2 separate regions of the Rattus norvegicus genome follow, and region 1 is linked to region 2. The links are chromatin contacts, called in public Hi-C maps. All regions are on one chromosome and are shown on one strand. Each heading gives the region's core, a stretch centred on a gene start, on an enhancer-like site or on the middle of the called end of the contact. The rest is flanking DNA. Distances are from core to core; before and after follow the strand shown.

Region 1 (3,739 bases), core at 978-3,477, 42 kb after region 2:
TAGAATCCTTGGAGTGGATAGGGAAACTAAGGCCCATTAGGTCTAGTGAGGGTCCAGTGCATTTTAGAAACTTGAAGCAACTTGTGAGTAGGTATTCAAGGATACAGTCAGTCACATACAGATCAGGGATAACGTTCCACCTTCCCCAAGACTTGTGAGGAAGAGGAGGACAGCAACAAATGTAAAAATGAGAAGGACCCCATCCTGCTCCAGGCCAACTGAAGCTCTGCAGCTGGTCAGCCCTGCCTCACTTCCCAGGCAAGCTGTGCACCCACGCTGTACCCCAGGCTAGATTCCCTGCTTTTTCAGCCCCTCCCCCAACTTGTCAGCAATCTGTGCTCCATTCCATTACTGACTGGCTAGTATACCAGTATATCAGCCTCTAAAACACACACACACACACACACACACACACACACACACACATCATATCAACCCCATCATACCAGACACAGTCAGGGTCCTCACTGGACACTCAGCATATAGTTGTAGGTGCTCAAGAATAGAGGGCAGTTTGCCTGCGCCATGGTGCAGTTGAAGTATGTCTGTTCTGTGCTTCATCCTAGACTGAGAAAGTAGGGGTGGGGTGGGGGTTTGTGGAAGTGACATGGAAGCCAAGGGTCCAGCAGGTTGAAAAAAAAAGTTCAGCCATCCCATTACTGCCCAGGAAAACCAAGGCATGATAGGGCTGCCATCACTTCCCACTCAGCCCACAGCCCAGCAGCCCTGGCCTTATGTAATACCTCGAATGATGCATGTTCTGGGTGCCTCAGAGGCATCCACTGCTCTGTTTGCAACACTCCCTGCTTTAGACGGGGTCGGGGTGCCCTACGCTGTGTTCCTTCTACCCTTGAGTCTTCATGGATCTTCCTAGATCTCAGGATCTATATCTTTTGCTGTTACCACATTGAACACAGATTTGGTGTCTGTCTTCTTCCCTGGACTAAAGGCCTCATGATAGGAAAGAGTTCATCTGCATCTTGCTCACTGAGAGGTCTCTGGTACTACTACACACAGGCCAAGGTATACTGCAGGTTGTGAGACAGCAAGACTAAGGCTTAGGCAAATCCATTTGTTTTGAAGAATGGTTCTTTTTTTTTTTTCTTTTTTTCGGAGCTGGGGACCGAACCCAGGGCCTTGCGCTTGCTAGGCAAGCGCTCTACCACTGAGCTAAATCCCCAACCCCCTGAAGAATGGTTCTTAAACTGCAGTATGAAGGCTGAAAGGTAATCTCCCTTCACAGAGGCTACCATGCACAGGTGTCAAATGATTGCATAGATTGATGCAAAGGTGTCACAGGTGCAACTGTGACAAGTACTTAAGAAAGGGGCTGACAAGACCAAGTACTGGTCAAGTAAGCTGGGTTAGCAGAGCTCCCTTAGAAGATGATATTACTCTGAGGTTGGGAAGTCTATACAGGGCAAAGGCAGAAGAAAAGTGTTCCCGAGAGAGGCCCTGCATCAGACAGCACATGACTTCTATAAGGAAACAAAAGCCCATCCAGTACTGCTGACTGTGTGGGGTCACTGAAGGGGGCTGAAAGCAGGCAGAAGTCAGACCACCATGTAGGGCCTTGTCAACTGTGCTAAGCAATTTGTTTCTTCGTGGGCAAGCCAAAGATTTAAACACTGAAGAGTTTAAACAGCAAGGGGTGGGCACCATCAGCAGTGATAAGATGGAATTGCATTTTGAAAAGGTCATTTGGGCTTCTGTGGATGAAAGAGGAAGGGACTTGAGGAGAGACAAACAGGCCAATCAGCTATGCATTGTAGCCATTTAGACTTGTTCCCTCGAGTCCGGGCAAAGATGGAGGATACTGATGATTGTGTGAGAGAATATTTTCAATCCACACCACGGATGGATAGGTGAGGAAATCAGGAAGATTATCTATCCCTAACCCTTGCTCTTTTCTGGGCTTCCTTCTGGGATATCAGGCAGGTGACTCAACAAGGAGGAAGGGCTTCCAGGCCTCCTCCAGACACACAGGCACTCCCTGTTTTTGCTTGCGGGAGTGAGGTAAGGGTGCGGGGACTGGGCTTGGGGGCTGTTCTACACTGTGTTCCTCCATGCATCTTCTAGGCCGGACCCAGGCAGAGAGTGAGTTTCTTTCGTTCCTGCGGGTGCTTTGCATGCTGGGAAATGTAGTTCTGGAGCAGGTAACTGGGCTCCTGGTTGTGGGTCTGGCATGCAGCCTGGTTGCCATGACAGCAGCTGGGCTGGAGCCACCGAACCATTTCATCCACAGCTCTGCTGGCTCTGAGAGCTCCCAGCAAGAAAGCTTGGGCTCCAGGGAGGAGGGAGGGAGGAGAGGGAAGAAGAGGGAGAGGGAAGGAAGAAGAGGGAGGGAGGATCTTCTGGGCCTTCCCCAGAGGCCTAGGCTAAGCTTACCACTGTATGGCGCTTGTGGACTGAGTAGAGAGAAGTCACTAGCTCAGGCTCACAGCAGGACTCTGAGCTGTTGGAGCCGTTCTTGTCAGTCAGACCCTGTAGGTTCAGCTCTATGAATGCAGAAGCCCTCAGCCGACCAGAGTAAGAAGGATGCGGCCCTCCTCCCCAGGGGAACTCAGCATGAGTGGAAAGGCAAGAGAGTGCAAAAGCGTTACTTAGGAGGGAAAAGCCCTGCCCATCTTTCCTCCAAAGTGTCCCTAGGATGCATTCCCTCTCTCTGCCTGTTGGCCACAGTTCTAGTCCATTCTCACTCCCCAGAGAAGGCTTTCTAAAACACAAATCTGGCCCTGCCACCCCGCACACCCCTGCTTAAAATTCTTCAATGGCTCCCCTTTGCCCACGGCTGGACTGGGTCCAGCCACTCTCCTAACGATCATTCATGGCTTTTCTGATTCTGGCCTGCAGCTTGCTGTCCAGCGATCCTCCTGCCTCCCCATCTGCTACACTGTAACAAGGTTTTCTCCTTCATCCCTGTCTTTGCACACGCTCTTCTCTGCATGAGGTGTCCTTCCTCCACCTCCTACCGTCAAGCCCACCAGACCCAGCCAACATGCTCCCACCCCACACAGTTTTCCCCGAACTCTTCCAGCAGGGGAAGAATGAATGGCCCGCTGCTCTGAGCTCCCAGAGCACTTTGTAGTTCCCTCTAAAGCACTTATCACCCATGTTGTGATGATTGTCTCAGTAGCTGCCTCTCCCCTCCCCTCTCCCCTGCATCTGAGCCATCCCAGGATCCCCAGAGCCCGGCACAGTATCTGGCACAAGATAGGCACTCAATAAATAGTGAGTGGGATTGAATGCAGAAAAGGAAGGCTTTTTGGGCCTTTGCCACACTCCCACTCTGCATTCCTGGACCTCTCCTTTCCCAGCCTCTCCCTTGGGGCCCTGGGCACTTGAGCATGGAGTACCTAGTGGTGCACCGCAGGTGAGTAGTGGACCTTGACAAGAGACTGGTGTGTTCTATTCTGGGCAGGGGCGGCATAGGCACCTGCACATGGAGGCTGAAAGCCTTTTCCTGTCACTCGGAGTTTGCATCAAGTCACACCCAAGTCTCCAGAGATGAGGTGCCTGTATCTTCAATGGAGCCATGATTTATGAACCGAGCTCCAGGAGCTGAGAAAACCAATTAGGCTTCTGTGCTTCTCCACCTGGAGGCAGAATAATTCCAGGAAAGTCCTTTCTTCTGGGCAGAGCCTCCATCTGCCTGAGCCTCAGCCTAAGCCTTGCCCAGACAGCCTTCCCTGCTGCCCCTAAGGTCTGCTCCCTGCTCTTGCTCTAAGCTTCCTGGGCC
Region 2 (3,372 bases), core at 868-3,367:
CTGTCAGGTGGAGCTGGAGGCAGGGAGGGTTACCTCAGCTGCAAGCCCGGACAGCTATCAGAGACTGAATGTGTCTGTCACTGGCCCAATGTGGAGCAACTAGGTGTGTGTGTCTGTCTGATGCCTCCTCACACCTTTATTAGCATCTGGGAGCTGTGACTAACAGTAATAGCCCTTCACGTGGGCCTGCCACCTCTGTCCACCTAAGCTTCATAAACAATCTCTCCAGGGAGTAGAGCCCAGGCCTCCTCCCATACTGCCTGGCATAGTTCTCTACATGGTCAAGTGCAGACACCAACCTGCAGTGGATGTAGCAGCCACTCCCATTCCATAAGTGGGCAGGACCAACTGACCCTTGGGCGTCAATACGGTAAACCACAGACCCAGAACTACCATGATTTTTTTTTTTTATTTTAAGTTTTTCAGTTCTTTGAGCTGGGGTTTACTCTGTAGCCCTGGCTGGCCTATGACTCATAATGTAGACCAGGCTGGCCTCAAACTTACATTGATCTCCTCCTTCTAGCCCACGGAGTGTCAGGATTACAGGCGGCTGTGGGCCTACTGTGCTCCCTCTTCTTCTATCTCTCTGCTTGGAGCTGCAAAGGTACCCAAACTGTGACCCGGTTCTGCAAGCACAGCGCTGTTCTCCTGAGCTCAAATTGTAGACTGTAGACTTGATCCCTTCACACCCAAATCCTAGGCTTTGACTGCAGCCCAGCCTTGAGGGCAGGGCTGAAATCCTGTCTTACACTGTCTGTTGCCTGAGTGCTCCAGGCTCCTGCCCACATCAAACCTTGGTGTTCCCATAAAATTTTCCAGAGTGAGGGGACCCCTCCCAGCTTCATCTCAGAACCTTCCCTTGGTTAGAGCTGCCAGGAGACGCAGGATCAGGGTACAGAAAACTCGGTAATAACAGGAGCGCAGGCAGCATGGCTGTTGTATAAAAACAGATTAAAACCTCATCGGGTTGGGGTAGGAAGTAATTCAGCAGCTTGGCCACCGTGGGAGAGCCCGAGGCAGCAGGTGCTGATGGCTAAACCAAAGAGCTACACTGGGGTTGGGAGTGTTCTGGCCTTGGGGGTCTGAACTACTTCCTCTGAGTCTCACCCCCAGAGCCACCTTCCTCTGTAGCCTATCTTGAAGTCAAGGTTGACACACCCTGGTCCCCTAGGGAGCGGTGAGGCAGGCTGAGGAGGTGTAGTCCTTGCCTAGCTCCACAGGCGGGCTCATTTACTCCTCAACTAGACATTGTTTTTCTCATTTGTTATATAGTCTAAGTCTCCTCACCTAGACGTTAAACCCCAGGCCTGATCATTTGTGTCCTGCAATGTATCTCCTGCCTGCAAGAAGGGCTTAGGTGTTGAGTGAATGAATCCATAGATTAGAGTCCTGTCTCTCTCAGATCAGCCTCATTGACCTCGCTGGCCTCAATTATAGGAGCTGTAAAATGGGTTGGGGTGCCTCTAGAAGGGCGATCTCAGGTCAGAAGGGACTTGAATGTATCTGGTTAAATTTAAACCAGGTGTGATGCTACGACCCCAGCACTGGGGTGGTGAAGGCAAGATCAGAAGTTCAAAGTCACTCCTTGCAATATAGAGAATTCGAGGCCAGCCTGGGCTACATGAGACCTTGTATCAAAAAAGATAAATAAACAAAAATTAAAAAAGGATTTCGCTAAACTGATTTATTTTTCTTTAAGAAAATTGAAATCGTGTCTGACTCTAGAGTTACCATCAGGGGGCGCCCTTGTGCAAGGCGCTGGGAACGCGACGCCTTCGCTGGCTCCAGGGAGAGTTCGGCCGTGGCCGCCCCCTCTCCCCGCCTCCACCTTTGGGGGTTACCTTCTTTCCCCTCCGTCCGGTTCACACGCCCACCCCCACTCCAGCCCCCGTTCCCGCTCCAAAGACTGTCTCTGCAGCCCGGCGCCCCTCCATCCCCCACCCAGCCTAGACTCCTTCCACCCACGCAGCCCCATATGCTGGGAAGAGCCTCCCACTCCCCATCTGTCAAGCCGCTTCCTTACCCCCATTCCCCCGCTCCGCCGCCATCCCCTCCTCCGGGAAGCCCTTCCTGATTGACAGAACGGGGAACCAACCTTGCAGGACACTTGGCCCCTGTCCCACTGTCCTAAGCAGAGGGTTGTATTAGGCAAGGGATGAACTCAACCTCCGAGCCTGGCTTTGGAGACAGATGTGCGAACTCTATGAGTTTCAGGTTGTGGAAAACCTTGCTAAGGCTCAGCAGCTAGGCTGGGAGGAACGCCCTCACTCCCGCCCCACTTTTGTCCCGCTTCAGAGGCAGGGGAGTGGGGCGTCCCCCACCCCCGCGGGTGCGGGATTGTGGTAGGGACAGGGACGCAGGGCCTGGGGAGCCGGGTGCGGAGGAACACGGTCTGTTTCTCTCGCCTGAAGGACTGGTTTCATTTCGCAGATTGATTATTGCTGCATGTGTGGATGTGCGCGCGCGCTGGGCGTTGTTAGCTTTTTCTTAAATGTACCTTGCTTGTCTAATGAATGTTTGATTGCACCTACATCCGGAGGCTGTTTTAATGAAAGGTGAAGGCTCCTAGAGGGAAATAAATAAATAAAAGATTGTTCCCCATCCCTTTGCACCTCCTTCTCCCAGCAACTCTCCGTCCCCAGCTGTCTTCTGAAGCCTGTGCCTCGCGGACGAATTCTGATCCTGTTTGAATGTTCTTGTGTAAAGGATGCTTCTCTCCCGGGGAAATCAGCCCCCTCCATCGGTCAATCTCCGGGCTTTTATTAAGGGCGTGAAGGGGAGATAAATGAGGAGAGAGGGCTGAGGGGGAGGAGAGGAGCCCTTTAGCTCCCGCCTTCACTCTACACTGTGGCTTTGCTCACTTGTTGAGTGGTGGGTTCTGAGTCAGGCTTTGCCTAAGTCAAGTTCGATTCATCAGAATGTGATTGGCTGAATTTGAGAGAGCCTCAGTTTCCTTAGCCGTAAAATGGAGATCATCGTGTTCATGTCTGGTGTTTGGGTGTTAGTGCATTATGTAAAGTTCAATTAAGTGCAGAGAAAGCAGGCAGCGGAAGCAGCTATAAATGTCTAGGGAACAGGGGTGGGGCACAGACCCCCAGAGACTGGCAGAGAGGGTTTGGGCTTGCGTTTATCAGTCTGAGGTCATTACCAAGGCCTGTGTGCCAGCCTCTGTTTTCCCCTGGATTCAGCTGTGAGAGCAGTAAGGGCCTCTGCACTCCATGTGTAACTTCCACACTGCACTCCATGAGTAACCTGCCACAGCCCCCTTCAGGGCTAAGACAGCAAGAAGGGAAACCTCAGTACACAGAGAAGGATCCCCAGCTCTGCCTGGCTTCTCAGACTGCAGTTTCATCAGGCAAAGATGAGGCGTGT

What was found. Hi-C and Micro-C count contacts between places; a contact is called where the count stands out from the background.
Region 1: a contact with region 2 is called in a Hi-C map of frontal cortex, with 3 times the contacts expected there. The contact joins two enhancer-like sites. A contact is called at or near these places in 4 of 12 Hi-C or Micro-C datasets (the A7r5 cell line, Schwann cells, frontal cortex and 1 more) and 1 of 1 datasets of contacts at active chromatin or transcription factors (oligodendrocytes).

What each region holds. Positions count from the first base shown.
Region 1 is chr18:30,151,729-30,155,467 of GRCr8, forward strand. No RefSeq gene overlaps it. Among named protein-coding and RNA genes, the nearest start is that of Arap3, 69 kb to the left of the region's middle. Within about 2 kb of position 2,228, at least 67 of the 93 cell types and tissues checked have an H3K27ac peak or open chromatin away from gene starts, as enhancers often do.
Region 2 is chr18:30,109,649-30,113,020 of GRCr8, forward strand. No RefSeq gene overlaps it. Among named protein-coding and RNA genes, the nearest start is that of Arap3, 27 kb to the left of the region's middle. Within about 2 kb of position 2,118, at least 35 of the 93 cell types and tissues checked have an H3K27ac peak or open chromatin away from gene starts, as enhancers often do.